Regions from separate parts of the Pan troglodytes genome. Here region 1 is linked to region 2. The links are chromatin contacts, called in public Hi-C maps. All regions are on one chromosome and are shown on one strand. The core of a region is the stretch at or near the end of the contact, and the rest is flanking DNA. Distances in the headings are between cores, read along the strand shown. Region 1 overlaps NOPCHAP1 (NOP protein chaperone 1). Region 2 has its middle 84 kb from the start of TXNRD1.

Evidence for each region. Hi-C and Micro-C count contacts between places; a contact is called where the count stands out from the background.
Region 1: a contact with region 2 is called in a Hi-C map of induced pluripotent stem cells, with 2.2 times the contacts expected there. The contact joins two enhancer-like sites. A contact is called at or near these places in 2 of 7 Hi-C or Micro-C datasets (induced pluripotent stem cells and stem cell-derived neural progenitor cells).

What each region holds. Positions count from the first base shown.
Region 1 is chr10:111,871,870-111,878,900 of NHGRI_mPanTro3-v2.0_pri, forward strand. All of the region lies in intron 5 of NOPCHAP1 (NOP protein chaperone 1), which reads left to right. It overlaps ALDH1L2 (aldehyde dehydrogenase 1 family member L2), which reads right to left. Exons shown (of 23, transcript XM_001160213.8): 6 at 5,943-6,032; 7 at 3,589-3,723; 8 at 2,310-2,435; 9 at 1,664-1,755. Among named protein-coding and RNA genes, the nearest start is that of ALDH1L2, 22 kb to the right of the region's middle. Within about 2 kb of position 5,437, at least 1 of the 24 cell types and tissues checked has an H3K27ac peak or open chromatin away from gene starts, as enhancers often do. A contact at or near this core is called in induced pluripotent stem cells, where this site is marked.
Region 2 is chr10:111,177,989-111,185,082 of NHGRI_mPanTro3-v2.0_pri, forward strand. No RefSeq gene overlaps it. Among named protein-coding and RNA genes, the nearest start is that of TXNRD1, 84 kb to the left of the region's middle. Within about 2 kb of position 3,008, at least 2 of the 24 cell types and tissues checked have an H3K27ac peak or open chromatin away from gene starts, as enhancers often do. A contact at or near this core is called in induced pluripotent stem cells, where this site is marked.

The DNA of each region.
Region 1 (7,031 bases), core at 4,187-6,686, 700 kb after region 2:
GTGTGTGATGTACCAGGTGTGATGGCTCATGCCTGTAATCCCAACTAGTAGGGAGGATGAGATGAAAGGATGGCTATCCCAGGAGTGCAAGGCTGCTAGTGCAAGTGAGCTGTAATCACACCACTGCACTCCAGCCTAGGTGACAGAGTGAGGCCCTATCTGTAATAATAATCATCATAATGTAGTATTGAAATATTTAGTTAAGCCAATTAGAAGTTTCTGGGAACTCATGAATCACAGCTGAGAAATCTATAATTTGAGGAGCCGAAACTCTTGACTTTTGAAAACACTATGTGCTCTTGAAATGATTGTTTTTGATTTCTGGAATAAAACCTCCATGAATAAAGGTGACGTTGTCTAGTTTACACTGTATCCCCAGTGCTAAAACTGTTCCTGACATGTAGTAAGTGTTCAGTCAGTGTTGTTAAGTAAATGAGTGAATAGATAGAATATTCATCAGGAAGATTGCTTTGTCAATATGAAGGATTTTGTCAAGAGGAGGAACATTTTTGCCTTGTTTAATTAGTGAATGGCCACAATGTGGCCTGGGATCAAATCCTCTTAGCTTCTATTCTCTGTACCGACCATCAAGGGACTGCACAGTCCCTGGTGAGCTCCAGCTGTCTCGTTATCCCAGTTACTCAAAGGAAAACACCTCTGAAAGATGCTGCACCGGTAGGATCCTGGTCCAGTTTCCTTGTGATAGAGGCTTTCTGGGACTCCAGCCCTTTCAACTTGCTCTAAACCTCTGTGGAGAAATTCTGATACTGGGTGATTACACTTGTCCTTGCAAGTAGCCTGATAACCCTCATTCTAGATCTGTCTTACTAGGTAATTTATGGGGGGGGGTGAGGGTAGGAGAAAAAAGATTTGGGGGAAAGCATAATTAATATCAGGTATCAGATATTATTCTGGTAATATTATTATTAATATCAGGTGTCAGATATTATTCAGATAATATTCTGGATCAGGCTGCATAGGAAATTCACTGTTAGCATTCTCACCCAGAGCTTCTCAATTCTGATGTCATATTGGAGGAAAATTAGCTAAGAAACTGGAAGGACAAATTTTTAAAAGATGCAAACAATTCTAAGGGTTGCTTTTTTAGGTATACGGAAGATATGAAAACAACTTCTGGTTAGCAACAAAGAGAAATAAACGGATATATCTGCTTGATCATGGAAACAACAGCAAAAAAAGATGAAGAATAAAGATGTGTTGGCCGGGCGTGGTGGCTCACACCTATAATCCCAGCACTTTGGGAGGCCGAGGCAAGCGGATCAGCTGAGGCCAGGAGTTCGAGACCAGCCTAACCAACATGGAGAAACCCCATCTCTACTAAAAATACAAAATTAGCTGGGCGTGGTGGCGCATGCCTGTAATCCCAGCTACTCGGGAGGCCGAGGCAGGAGAATCGCTTGAACCTGGGAGGCGGAGGTTGCGGTGAACCGAGATCGCACCATTGCACTCCAGCTGGGGCAACAAGAGTGAAACTCCATCTCAGAAAAAAAAAAAAAAAAAAAAAAAAAAAGATGAGTCATAGATAGGTATGATAAGGTAATCACATCCAGAACAAAGGATGTGTGTGGATGTCACTGTCAAAGCCAAAGTCAAAATCTCTAGTGAGGGAATCCCTAGTGAGTCAATAAGGGCGTGGTTTTACCTGGCAACATCCATTGAGCTTGCTCCAGATTTAAAGAAGTCTGTTGAGTCTTCAATAATGGGGACATTGCTTAAAATTCCAGCCCAGATGACCTACACAAAAAGGAAACTCTTATGAGGGAAGTGCCATGTAGAACAATGTGGCAGAGACTGGGCTAGCTCTTCACCAAACCAATTCCCTCTTCATCGTGTACACTCAGCTGTACACACAGCTGGATCACATTTCTCAGCGCCTCTCCAAGTTAGATGCAACCAATGAACAGGAGTGGAAGTGACCTGCACCACCCCAGTCCTAGCCCATGTAACCCTCCTCCACACCATTCTACATGCTCCTTTGCCCTTCTGGCTGTCTGGAATAGAGACGCCCCCCAGGGAGACCTTGAAAATAACAGAAACTGGGTTCCTGAATGACTTCACCCCTAACCCCCGTGCCAACCTGGAACTGCCTTGGATGACTTATGTGAAAAATCAGTTTGTATATACTGTGTTTAAGCATATGAATTTGGAGGTTGATTTCCTCTTGCAGCTAATACAAAAAAAGAGGAAATAAAGTTCTGATCCCACTACTTTGAGGACTGATGGTACCAGTTATGAACATGCTTCAGTTTTCCAAGGTGACAGTAAGATTTAAGTCATCATGTGTTCACCTTAATGGTCTCTGCCACTTTCACCTCTTCAGCTGTCAGTTCTACCACTGACGTCTCACCCGTTGAAAAGTACTGAGAGGCAGGGATCATTTTTCCATCTTCAAACTGCAGATTTCTCACCATCAGCTACAAAATAGCAACAAAACAAGCATAAAAATTGAGGATTGAGACAATACAAAAGTGAGGCTGGTGGGAGGAGTCCTATAGATTATATGCATATAAGGGCAAGTTTATTTGGAAAAATACAAAAATATGGATTAAAAGCATTCACCATTATGTGTAAAAGGGCTGAAATGGCACTTGAATAATGGCAGCAGAAAGGAAAAAGTGAGGTCCAGGGATAGGTACATCTCAAAATGGAAAATAAGTCCTGGAAAATTTGACACTTGGATGTAGGTATTTGAATTAGAATCTATTATGAAAATAACAGACACCACCAGTGCTGCTGCAACTCTGCAGCTGCTGCCTCTGAGCACTTGCCCTGCACCATGCTCAAGAATGAATGCATAAGTGCTTGCTTCAGCAGCACATATACTAATAAAAAGAATGCATGCATGTGCTGAAGGATCTTACCTAATTTCATAAAAGCCAGTGGAGGCGGATGCCATTATTATTCCCATTTTACTGATGCAGAAAGGGAGGCTCAATGAGGTTCAGTAATTTGCTCAGTGCCACACAGACAGTAAGTAACAGAGCTGGGAGTAGAACCTAGAACTAGCAGGACTCTTAAGCCTACAGTCTTAACGATTTATCCTGCAGCAACTGGAAAATAGCTGTAAGCTACAAATTCCCTTTGCGTGCTTCATTGGGAAGCTTCGCAAGGGCACACTGAGGCCCAGGGCCAACCCTCCTGAGCATAGGCAGTGTAGGTGGTGCCTGTCTGGTGGATCAGTGGCAAGGGGCATCTGAGGAGGGTCACATCCATTTCACTTGATCCTCCCAGAATCTGGCACTGGGAAGGCAGACAGACGAGATTCTCCTCTCTGTTATAAAGATGGCAAAACAGACTCAAAGGGAAGAATCATCCTGCCCAAGACCAGCGAGTGGGAAGCAGGGATTCACATCCTTATCTCCCCACTGAATTCCAGCCTCTTTCCACTTTACACAAGGCAGCCTATGCAGATCTGTGGGGCCCATCTTGAGACACCTCATCTCCATCAGGGCACTCAGAGCCAGCTCCTCCCCAGCCAGCAATGGAGTGAAAGCTATTCCCTTAATAGCTTGGGTTATAGAAGAAAATCAAAAGGTTATTTCATAGGCAGCCATATTGAACACTCACTGCTTTTCCATCGTTACCAAAAAGAACAAGTCCATTTTTGGTAACGAGACCAGGCTTCTTGGCACCTTTAATTTCCAGTGGTTCTCCAGGAGGCACAGAGCTATTCAGTAATGTCGAGCCATAGAAAGTGACCATCTAGTAAAGAGATCAAACACAGATTGTAAAATCAGGAGAAAAGCTGTTCATAGCGGTATGTATAAGCATCATTCTCTGCAAAAACGCTGAAGTTCATATTATCATCTGTAATAAAATTGAGACACCACAATGGGAGAAACTGTCTCAAACATCCATAGAAATGACACAAGGCGGCCGGGCGCAGTGGCTCACGCTTGTAATCCCAGCACTTTGGGAGGCAGAGGCAGGCAGATCATGAGGTCAGGAGATCGAGACCATCTTGGCTAACACGGTGAAACCCCGTCTCTACTAAAAATACAAAAAATTAGCTGGGCGTAGTGGCGGGCACCTGTAGTCCCAGCTACTCGGGAGGCTGAGGCAGGAGAATGGCGTGAACCCGGGAGGCAGAGCTTGCAGTGAGCCGAGATTGTGCCATTGCACTCCAGCCTGGGCGACAGAGCCAGACTCTGTCTCAAAGAAAAAAAAAAAAAAAGAAAGAAATGACACAAGGCAAGAAATAGTCTGTGAATATGTCACTGGAGAGTCCAAAATGCCCCACATCCAGGTGACATGAGTATGCATTTATCACATATTCGCATTGATACAAAGGTGAATGAGATAAAAAGCTCTCAGCCTTTATAGCCTGAAGGTAGGGTTTGGGTGGGTGGGGAGGTGTTGGGGGTGGGCGTCAATGATGGGCAATGCACAGTGGTCACCAGACTATTACAGTGCAGGGTGATAAGTGATGAGAAGCATAGGGTGCTTTGTGTGTCCGTTCATGGAAAAAGGATTGGATCCAGACAGTAACCAAGAGACACTGACGCTGACTGCATTATTATTGCAATTCTAGGATGATCAGTTATCATTTATGGAGCACTATTATGATTATGCTATAATGGTTTGTTGAATACTTACTCTAGGCCCAGGGCTAAGTACTTAAATGAGTTAACATGTATTAATTCTTTTTTTTTTTTTTTTTGAGACAGAGTCTTGCTCTGTCACCCAGGCTGGTGCAATCTCGCTGCAACCTCTGCCTCCCGGGTTCAAGTGATTCTCCTGCCTTAGCCTCCCAAGTAGCTGGGATTACAGGCACATGCCACCACACTGAGCTTTTTTTTTTTTTTTTTTGTATTTTTAGTAGAGACAGGGTTTTGCCATGTTGGCCAGGCTGATCTCAAACTCCTGACCCGAGTAATCCTCCCACCTCGGCCTCCCAAAGTGCTGGGATTACAGGTGTGAGCCACCATGGCTGGCCAACTCATTTAATCTTCACAATTACCCATAACCTAAGGGAGGCAGTATTATTAGTCCCATTTTACAATGAGGAAACCAAGGCACCCAATGGTTAAGAAACCTGCCCGAGGTTACACAGTAACTTTTCATAGAAGCATTCTGGCTTCAGATCCTGCACTCTTAACCATTACACTAAACTCCCTCCCTTGGTCACCCATCGAGCCCATGGATTTTTATTGGCACTTAGTACGTACCCAGACTCCTGCTTAACTGCTGAGATTATCAGGACAATCACAGGAAGCCCTTGCCCCTAAGGAGTTCACAGTCTAGTGTTGGGGGGAATAAAGAGACCCTCACAATATATGATGTGCGATGCCAGAGGTAGGCAGAGTGTTGCTGGAACCCAGAGATGGGCCATCAGACCCTGCCAGTCTGGGCATGTGAGATCAGGAAACCTCCCCGAAGAGGTGAAACCTGAGAGCCTGGGCTGAGTCAATTACCCATGGATAGAAGACCCTTCAGGCCCTGGCCGCCTCTCCCGCTTCAGCTCTCCCCATGCCTGTCCTCACAGTCCAGACCCTGGCTTCACTGAACTCCTTTTGCAAGTCCTTGACCAGGTGCTGGAGTCTCTTATCTCTGGGGCTTCACCTACTTGTCTTGCTCTCAACCTGGTTAACTCTTCTCGAGCAAAGCAGTGAGCTTTTCTAGGAAGCCTTTCCTAACATGCCTGAGTCTCAGCCTCCATGATAGCGTTTATCTTACTGCACTGAGAATGTTTATTCACTTCTCTGCACTCCCCATGAAACTGCAGGCTCCTTAGATCAGGCGCTGGATTTAGTGTCTGCTGCACAATAAATGCTTAATACATGCTGAGTAAAGGGGAGAGTGAATCACAGACCTGCCTCATGACCAAGGAAGAACCATGGGAAGCCCAGATTTATCTGTAATATCTCTTACAAAGGTAATAATCGGGGAGGGGGGTGGGGGGAGTGGTCCCTAAAACATACCTGTCCATTTATCTCTGTCCAAGCTCCAGGGACTTTATCATGACCTCGAATCCAGTTATGTAAAACTTCAGCAGACTGGTCCCAAGAAATCTAGGAAGGCACAAAACACAGGCTGAGCCTCCTATGGCTGTGAACCTCAAAGGCAATAAAAACGCTTTTCGTCATCAGAGGCAGAAACGCGTATGTTATTGGGAAATAAAGGAATTTTTGCTTCTTAGTTTTATTTGGAGTAAGTATTTTGTCAGGTGGCTGATTTAGTAAACAAGAGACTTTATTAAAGGAAAATAAAAAGCAGAGGGTTATTTAAAGGGACAGTATGCTTTGTAAAGATGAAGTAGAGCGGGCTGTTGAGGGGAGGAGGCCAGTAGCTGTTGGAGAGTTTTATGTTGGGTTTTTATTAGGTTGAACTTTTTTTTGAAGTTCCCACCTCTGTGAAGTCTCTGCCTCTTTTTTTTTTTTTTTTTGTCTAGTTTGTTTGTGTCTGTCTTAGCTCTCTGCTTTGTCTGCACCTAGATTTTGTCTCAGGTTTATGGGACCCTCCATATTATTAGTTGGTGTGTATGTGTGGATTGGTGTTGGATATGAATATTACCTGATGCCTGTGTTGTTTACTATTGTCACTGCAGGAAGGTTGTATAGTGGCCAAATCTATACCTACTGCATCTGTGTGTTTTTTTGGAATTTCCTTCTCTGCCCTAAGCTGAACTTATGGCTTCAGGTTTTTGTTTTTTGTTTTTTGTGACAGGGGTCTCACTGTGTTGGCCAGGCTGGTCTTGAATGCCTGGTCTCAAGTGATCCTCCTGCCTCAGCCTCCCAAAGTGCTGGGATTACAGGCGTGAGCCACCGTGCCCAGCGCGCCTAGCATGCCAGATTTTTTAAGGAATATCCCCTTTGCCCTTTTCATTAGCATGTAGCTAGTGATATTTTGACATTTTAACTGCAGAGCGAAGGATTGTTGGGCAGACTGAAGAGGCGTTTCTGGGCATTTTTTATTTGCTTGTTTGTTCGTTTGCATAGTATCTCCTCTCCTTTCTATGCACATTTGACTAAGTGCCCACCCACTCCAGCATTAGAGATACTATTAATATG
Region 2 (7,094 bases), core at 1,758-4,257:
AAAATGCTAATTGTTATTATTATTATTTACCTCTATGCATATCTCAAGGTCCAAAACAAAAGCTAAGTCAGAAAAGGAGGAAAAAATGCCAGATGCCAAGAGAACATGCCAGCTTCTGGAGTGAGATGCGGAGATTGGGGGATTCGCAGGAAGAAGAAAGAGCCACTGAAACCACCCAGTTATCCCTGCATTTATTTATCCAAAGACCATCACTAAAGGTGTTCTACTTCCAAGCCCCACCTGGGCTTCCAGCCTAATAGGAGAAACAAACCTTAAACAAACAATGGTGCATAAATCATGATTTCATTACAATTGTGATGAGTGAGGCAACATACGATACAGAGGACTTAAGAATATTTTAACAGGAAAATCACCATAGCCCAGGGCTGGAGGTTGGGAACTGGGGAACTGGGGATAAGAATCCAGGAAACCACCCTGCCCAGCATGCAGAAGGGAGTTAATGGAGAAGTCTTGCTGGGTCGGCCTGTAAGGGATTAGTCCACACAAGCATTTACACAGGCAGAAGGAGGGCAAGGTCATTACATCCCTTTTGGACACAGTAAATGTCCAGTTGTCCTTTTCCCTGCCACTGTATAGTAAGATGGTGGTCAGGACCTGGGGGTGCCAATGACTGATCTCAACCATACCTCTAAGCTGAGAAGGGAAAGGTCACTGAGTATTACTTAAGCCAGACTTAAAGAACAGTCCCAAAGCTTCTGACAGCTAAGACAATGTCCTCTTCGCTTTCAATGACAAAGGCCCAACTGAGTAACATATGAACATTGAGGGAGCCTTATGACTGCACACAGACACTTGGACCACTGACCCAGGGAAACTCCTTAACTGCTTGAATGAAGTACCAGTCATTCATGGTCAATAGATTCTTCTGCTGCATGGAATTTCTGCTGGGCTGGTGGAGGCAGCTGAGAAATAATGGGGAGAGGCCAGGACAAAGCATGGAAAAACTTCAGTTACGTTTTGTTGGTTAACAATGGGACCTTCAACAAGACACTCATTGGCTTGGGCCTCACTTTCTTCATCTGAATAATGGAGATAATAACACCTAAGTAGGTGTGTTCCTGGCTTTAAGTAACAAACACCCACTAACAGGGGCTTAAATAAATATATGGTCATTTTTCTGACATAAGGAGTCGCAGCCAGTTGGTTGTGGACATTGGAGAAGCAACTCAGTAACGTCAGAGGTTTTGGATCTGCTTCTTTGCAATTTTCTCATTCTTTCCCTCATGGTCACAAAATGGCTGCTGTAGTTCCAGCCATCAAGTCTGTATTTAGTAAGGCAGTAAGAAGAGGGGGTGAAAGATAGGACTGCCTCTCTACCCTTTCCACAGCCATCCTGGTGTTGCCTGACACACTTTTGCTTTTAACTCATTGGCCAGATCTCTGTCCTGGGCCATCCCTAGCTGCAAGGGAAGCTGAGAAAGTGAGTTTTAGCTTTTCTTTTCTTTTCTTTTCTTTTTTTGAGACAGAGTCTCACTCTGTTGCCCAGGCTGGAGTGCAGTGGCACGATCTCAGCTCACTGCAAGCTCCACCTCCTGGGTTCATGCCATTCCTCTGCCTCAGCCTCCCGAATAGCTGGGACTACAGGCGTGTGCCACCTCACCCAGCTAATTTTTTGTGTTTTTAGTAGAGACGGGGTTTCACCATATTAGCCAGGATGGTCTCGATCTCCTGACCTCGTGATCCGCCTGCCTTGGCCTCCCAAAGTGCTGGGATTACAGGCGTGAGCCACTGCGCCTGGCCGAGTTTTAGCTTTTCTAATCTATAGAGCACATGAAGAGTGTCTATCTCAGCATATAAAGCAGAGACTCCACTAGACAGTGAAGGGAGGTAGGCGAAATGGATGTGTGTTTCATGTCTGCGCCCCACACCCCATCCAAGGTCCGTCTCTCCCCAGCAGTTGTCATAAGGGCTCATTATCATTTAGCCATCATGCAGAATATCAGAGCTGCCAAAAGGGAAAGCAAAGTGAATCGTCCTAAAGCAGCCTGCTTTTTCTTTTTTCTTTTTCTTTTCTTTTTTTTTTTTTTTTTTCCTATTTGGAAGGTTTGGATTTGAAGTAAATCGTCATTAAGCAGTCTAAGTATTTCCTTTATTTATTTATTTGTTTATTTATTTATTGAGACAGGATCTCACTCTGACATCCAGGCTCAAATGCAGTGGTGCAATCTAGGCTCACTGCAGACTCAACCTCCTCAGCTCAAGTGATCCTCCCACCTCGGCCTCCTAAGTAGCTGGGGCTGCAGGCACACACCACCACACCGGCTAATTTTTGTATTTTTTTGTAGAGAGAGGGTTTCACCACATTGCCCAGGCTGGTCTTGAACTACTGGGCTCAGGTGATCCTCCTGCCTCAGCCTCCCAAAGTGCTGGGATTACAGGCATGAGCCACCACATATTTTGCTTTTTAAAGCATTTACTTTAAAAATCTCACCTCTTTCAATCCTCGTTCTGTTCATTGTTTGCTGCAAGTTCGAGGGGCCTGTCAGTTCTTCCTGCAAATAAAATCAGTGAACAACCCTGTAGATACACTTCAAGGTATACAGGGGAGCAGAGAATGCCGCCTGGGTGGGGGTGAGTGTTACTTCAGCGGCAGGGAAAGGCTCTGTCAATATTTGCGAGGAAGAGACGTCTCCAGAAGTAAGAAAGGCCACATTATGGAAATGGCATGTTTTATGCAGGGAGACACTTGAGAATCAGGGAGAGTCAATAAAGGGGCTAAGAAGGGTTAAGAACTTGGGTTTGAGAATAAGGCGAGTCTACTGGTTAAGAAGGAGAATAAGGCTTCAGTAAGCCAGCCCCACCTGCCACCTTGCCACCCCTTTTTAGGAAATAAGGGACGCTTGCCAGGGGCTGTTTTGTGAAATAATCTAGAGGTATTTATGCCAAAAGGACTGACGGAAATACCACCACTGCCAACCACGACAGCATCCTGGTTCCCTAAACGGATGGGCTTCTTTGTTTTCCTTTGTCTCAAGGAATTAGAGGAATGTGGCTACACCGGCAGCTTCTAACACCAGCTAGCCTGGGTTCACATCCTGGATGAATCACTTACTGTGTAACCTCAGGCATATTGTTTAACCTCTCTGTGCCTCAGCATCCTCAGCTGGAAAATGGGGGTGGCAATAGCAGCACCTCCCTTGTGTGGTTGTCAGGACAAAATAAGTTAACTCAGGGAAGTAAGGAAAGTTAATTAGTAAGTAAGTTAACTCTGGGTGAGTAAGGTATCGAGGACAGGGGCTGGCCTCTAACGTGCTATGTTAGTGTTGGTGATTCTTACGTGTGAACCAGCAGCAGATGGAAGGTCTGGCCGTTGAGGGATGCTACTTTTTTTCCTGATGATGACTATGAACGTCTTGTGTGGTCTAAGACAGCAGCCCTCAACATTTTTGGCATCAGGGACCGGTTTCATGGAGGACGATTTTTTCCACGGTCGGGGGGTGAGGGGGGTCAGGATGGTTTTGGGATGAAACTGTTCCACCTCAGATCATCAGACATTAGTTGGATTCTCATAAGCAGTACACAACTTAGACCCCTCGCATGCCCAGTTCACGATAAGGTTCATGGTCCCATGAGAATCTAATGCCACCACTGATCTGACAGGAGGCGGGGCTCAGACGATGATGCCAGGGATAACGGGCGGCTGTAAATACAGATGAAGCTTCGCTCACTTGCCCGCAGTGACTCGCCCCACTTCCTGCTGTGGGGCCCAGTTCCTAACAGGCCACAGACCGGATGAGTACCGGTCCACAGCCCAGAGGCTGGGGACCCCTTGTCTCAGAGACATCTTGAGAACCTCTTTATTTCCTCTTTGCTAATGCAAGAAGTGGTTTTGAAAGCAATTCATGCATTTTCAGGAAAGAAGGCAAAAGAGACTAGGGAAGGGGGTGGGGAAGGCTTACCAGGTGCTGTATACACGACAAAGCAGAAAGGCTGGGAACTACAACTCTGGAGTCAGACACATTTTGGGTTGAACTCAGTCACTGCCCATTAGCATAGTGATCCTGGAGAAGTCATCTACCCTCACGTGTGAAGGAGAAACAACGAATGCTCCTGGACCCTAGAGCTGCTCAGAGGATCCAATAGAGCAAAGATGTCAAAAGGCCAGCGCCATGCCTGGCACAGAGGAAGGATTGAATCAGTTAATTCAGCCATGCTGAAGCCACCATGATGTGACAGAAAATCAGCTTGCAGCTGGGGGAGCGGGATTTGCCTCCTGATCATCTGCCCCGGAATCCACCACCTTCCTGAATGGCAGTCCCAGCAGCGCCAGGGTGGAAGCAGATGCTGGCTGAGGAGAGAATCCTGCCCTTCCCCGTCCAGCCACTTCCAGCCGTCTCCCAGCCCCTGGGTGCTGCACGGGCAGTACCAAGACTTCCCTGGGCCGGAAGGACCTCTGACAAGGCCCTGGAAGCCCAGCAGGGCCAGGCTGGGCTTTGAGAGGAGGTGAGTGTTAGGAGTGCGTGTCAGGTGGGGGAAGGGAGCTGTAAGCCGCAGAGACTGGCCAACCTTGCCCATGAGCTTTAGGTCTCCATCTATGTGTCCATGCAGAAGGGCCCCCAGAGGAGAGCAGCATCCCGGCCTCTGTCAGGAGAGGAGAGAGTTACCCGATTTAGGGAGCTCAGGAGAAAGAGTGAGCGTGCTCAGCTCATCCCTCCCCTGTAGGAGCCAGCCCCTACCAAGGGTGAAGAGGGCCAGGCCCTGGGGTTGGGGGTGGATGGAGGTCTGCAGAGGTCCTCCAGCAGCCTCTGTGATGGATGGGCAAGTTCGTTTGTGCACTGCAGTCTTGGCAGCCTTGCACATTGTCCCCAGCTTCCCGTTCCCCAGCCTACCTCTTTTTTTTTGTTTTTGAGACAGGGTCTCACTCTGTCGCCCAGGCTGGAGTGCAGTGGCGCTGTCTCGGCTCACTGCAAGCTCTACCTCCCGGGTTCACGCCATTCTCCTGCCTCAGCCTCCCGAGTAGCTGGGACTACAGGCGCCCGCCACCATGCCCGGCTAATTTTTTTGTGTTTTTAGTAGAAATGAGGTTTCACCGTGTTAGCCAGGATGGTCTCGATCTCCTGACCTCATGATCCGTCCGCCTTGGCCTCCCAAAGTGCTGGGATTACAGGCATGAGCCACCACGCCCGGCCTCATCCCCAGCCTACCTCTTGTAAAAATGAGCTGCCACTTTGCTGTCCATCCCTGGGACCCTGGCAGGCTCCATGAGTAGGCAAGAGAGGGGTGTGGTTCACTAGCCCCACCTCCAACAATATCGGGAAACTCTGTGTTCCATCTCCTCCTGAAGCTGGCAGCCCTCAGTGTATACTTTCTCAGCTGCAAATGCTACCATTTTAAACTCAGAGGATTTTAAAAAATATATTTGAGCCTCACACAGGAAGATCCAAAAATTATTAAAATATAGAACATTTAGACTGTGGGGCAGAGACTGCATCTGTTCTGTTCACTTACCCCTAGGTCCTAACATACATAGTAGGTACCCAATAAACATAAGCTTAGCAAATGACTGAAAATTAATTTAAGCAGCTCATATGTGAAAAGAGCATATACACAAAGATGTTCATTGCAGCATTGTTTATAATGGTAGAAAATTATTTTGTACTATCTGGTTAAGAAATCTGTAGTATATGAATGCAATGAAATGGCATGCTATTATTAGAATTAACAAGAGGACTATCAAACCAGGAGAACAGGTTTACGGGATGTTGCTAAATGAAATTTAATAATACTGTGATTTAAAGAATGTAAACGTGTATATCTACATAGATGAAGATTGAAAGGCCCATTTAGAGATACAGTCATTGCTGTGTAAAATTAGCAGCAATTAAGAAACACCTTTGGTAATGTTTTACAGTGGATTCTAGAATATGTTTTAAACTCTTTTAAAGAAACCCCTGCAGTATTTTCTAAACAGATGAGATGGTGGTTTGCTATTTTCCAGAGTCCATTGAGTAAGCTGTGAAAGGCCCCATTGGATAGGGGGCTTCTGGAAATTTCCATCTCCCCACCTCCTGGTGGATAGCAACTCAGAGCTGGCAAAATTATTCTTGGCAAAGGCAAGCTCATCTCAGAAAGAGTTCTCAGTGCAAAGAGCCTTTAGCAACAGAGGTGCTAGAATCTGTGTCGGTGAAGCTTTGTAAACAGCAGGGATTCCACAGAGGCCTTTTCAGGCCTTTATTTCCCACTCTGTTCCTTCTCCTCCTTCTTTTTTTTTTTTTTTTCCCCAAGTTTTGTAAACATCCCAGGGATGATTTTTGTCGGTCTGTGGGAGTTGGATGAGATGGAAAGAGGCCTCGCATTGTCCCTGCAGACCTGTATCCCTTCCCGCCACCCCTGCTGCCCTCACACTCCCCTCCCACCACAGCACCCACCTGTGGTCTGACAGAGGACACCACACCTTTGCCCATTCTCACACCCCCTCCCGCTGGACAGCCCCTGTCCTTAATGAGGCAGCTTGATGTTTTGTGGGACCTGCTGGTGTCCTGCCCAGGGAGGGGTGTGAGGGGTGGTGGGCTGGCCTGCTCCTGGAACTGTAGCATCAAACTGTTCAGGCTTTCGTTTGCAACAGCCACACACTGGGACACCAAAATAGGTCCCGGCGGAGGTGTGGGTGGGGCTGGCCTGGGCTTGGCCCCACCCAAGTAGGGCGCCAGGGAGACAGAGTGCCCCAGCACCACCAAGGTGGGCAGAAGCCATGTGGGGCCACTGAGAGAAATTCCACTGAGGTTCCTGTTGGGCCTTCCTTCCACCCAAAGTTTTGGACCTTCTGCTTGAGTGAATTATAGTGGGAATTCTGGGCTTTGGCTTTGGGGGCTGCCAGATGAGAAGGGTCTTAGTGTTCAACTGGTCCCACCTGGCACTGCGGGAAAAGCAGAAGCTGTCACCTCCCAGCTCTGCCATTTACTAGCGCAAGTTGTTGAAGGCCATCGATTCAACGCCATTTAGGTGTGTGCTAAGCGTTACATACACCTTATCCTTTGTCATCTCTACAGCTCTGGCATGGGTGTACTCTTCAGAGATGACAAAACTGAGGCCCAGAAAGGGTGAGTCACTGGCCCAGGGTCACCCAGCTTATC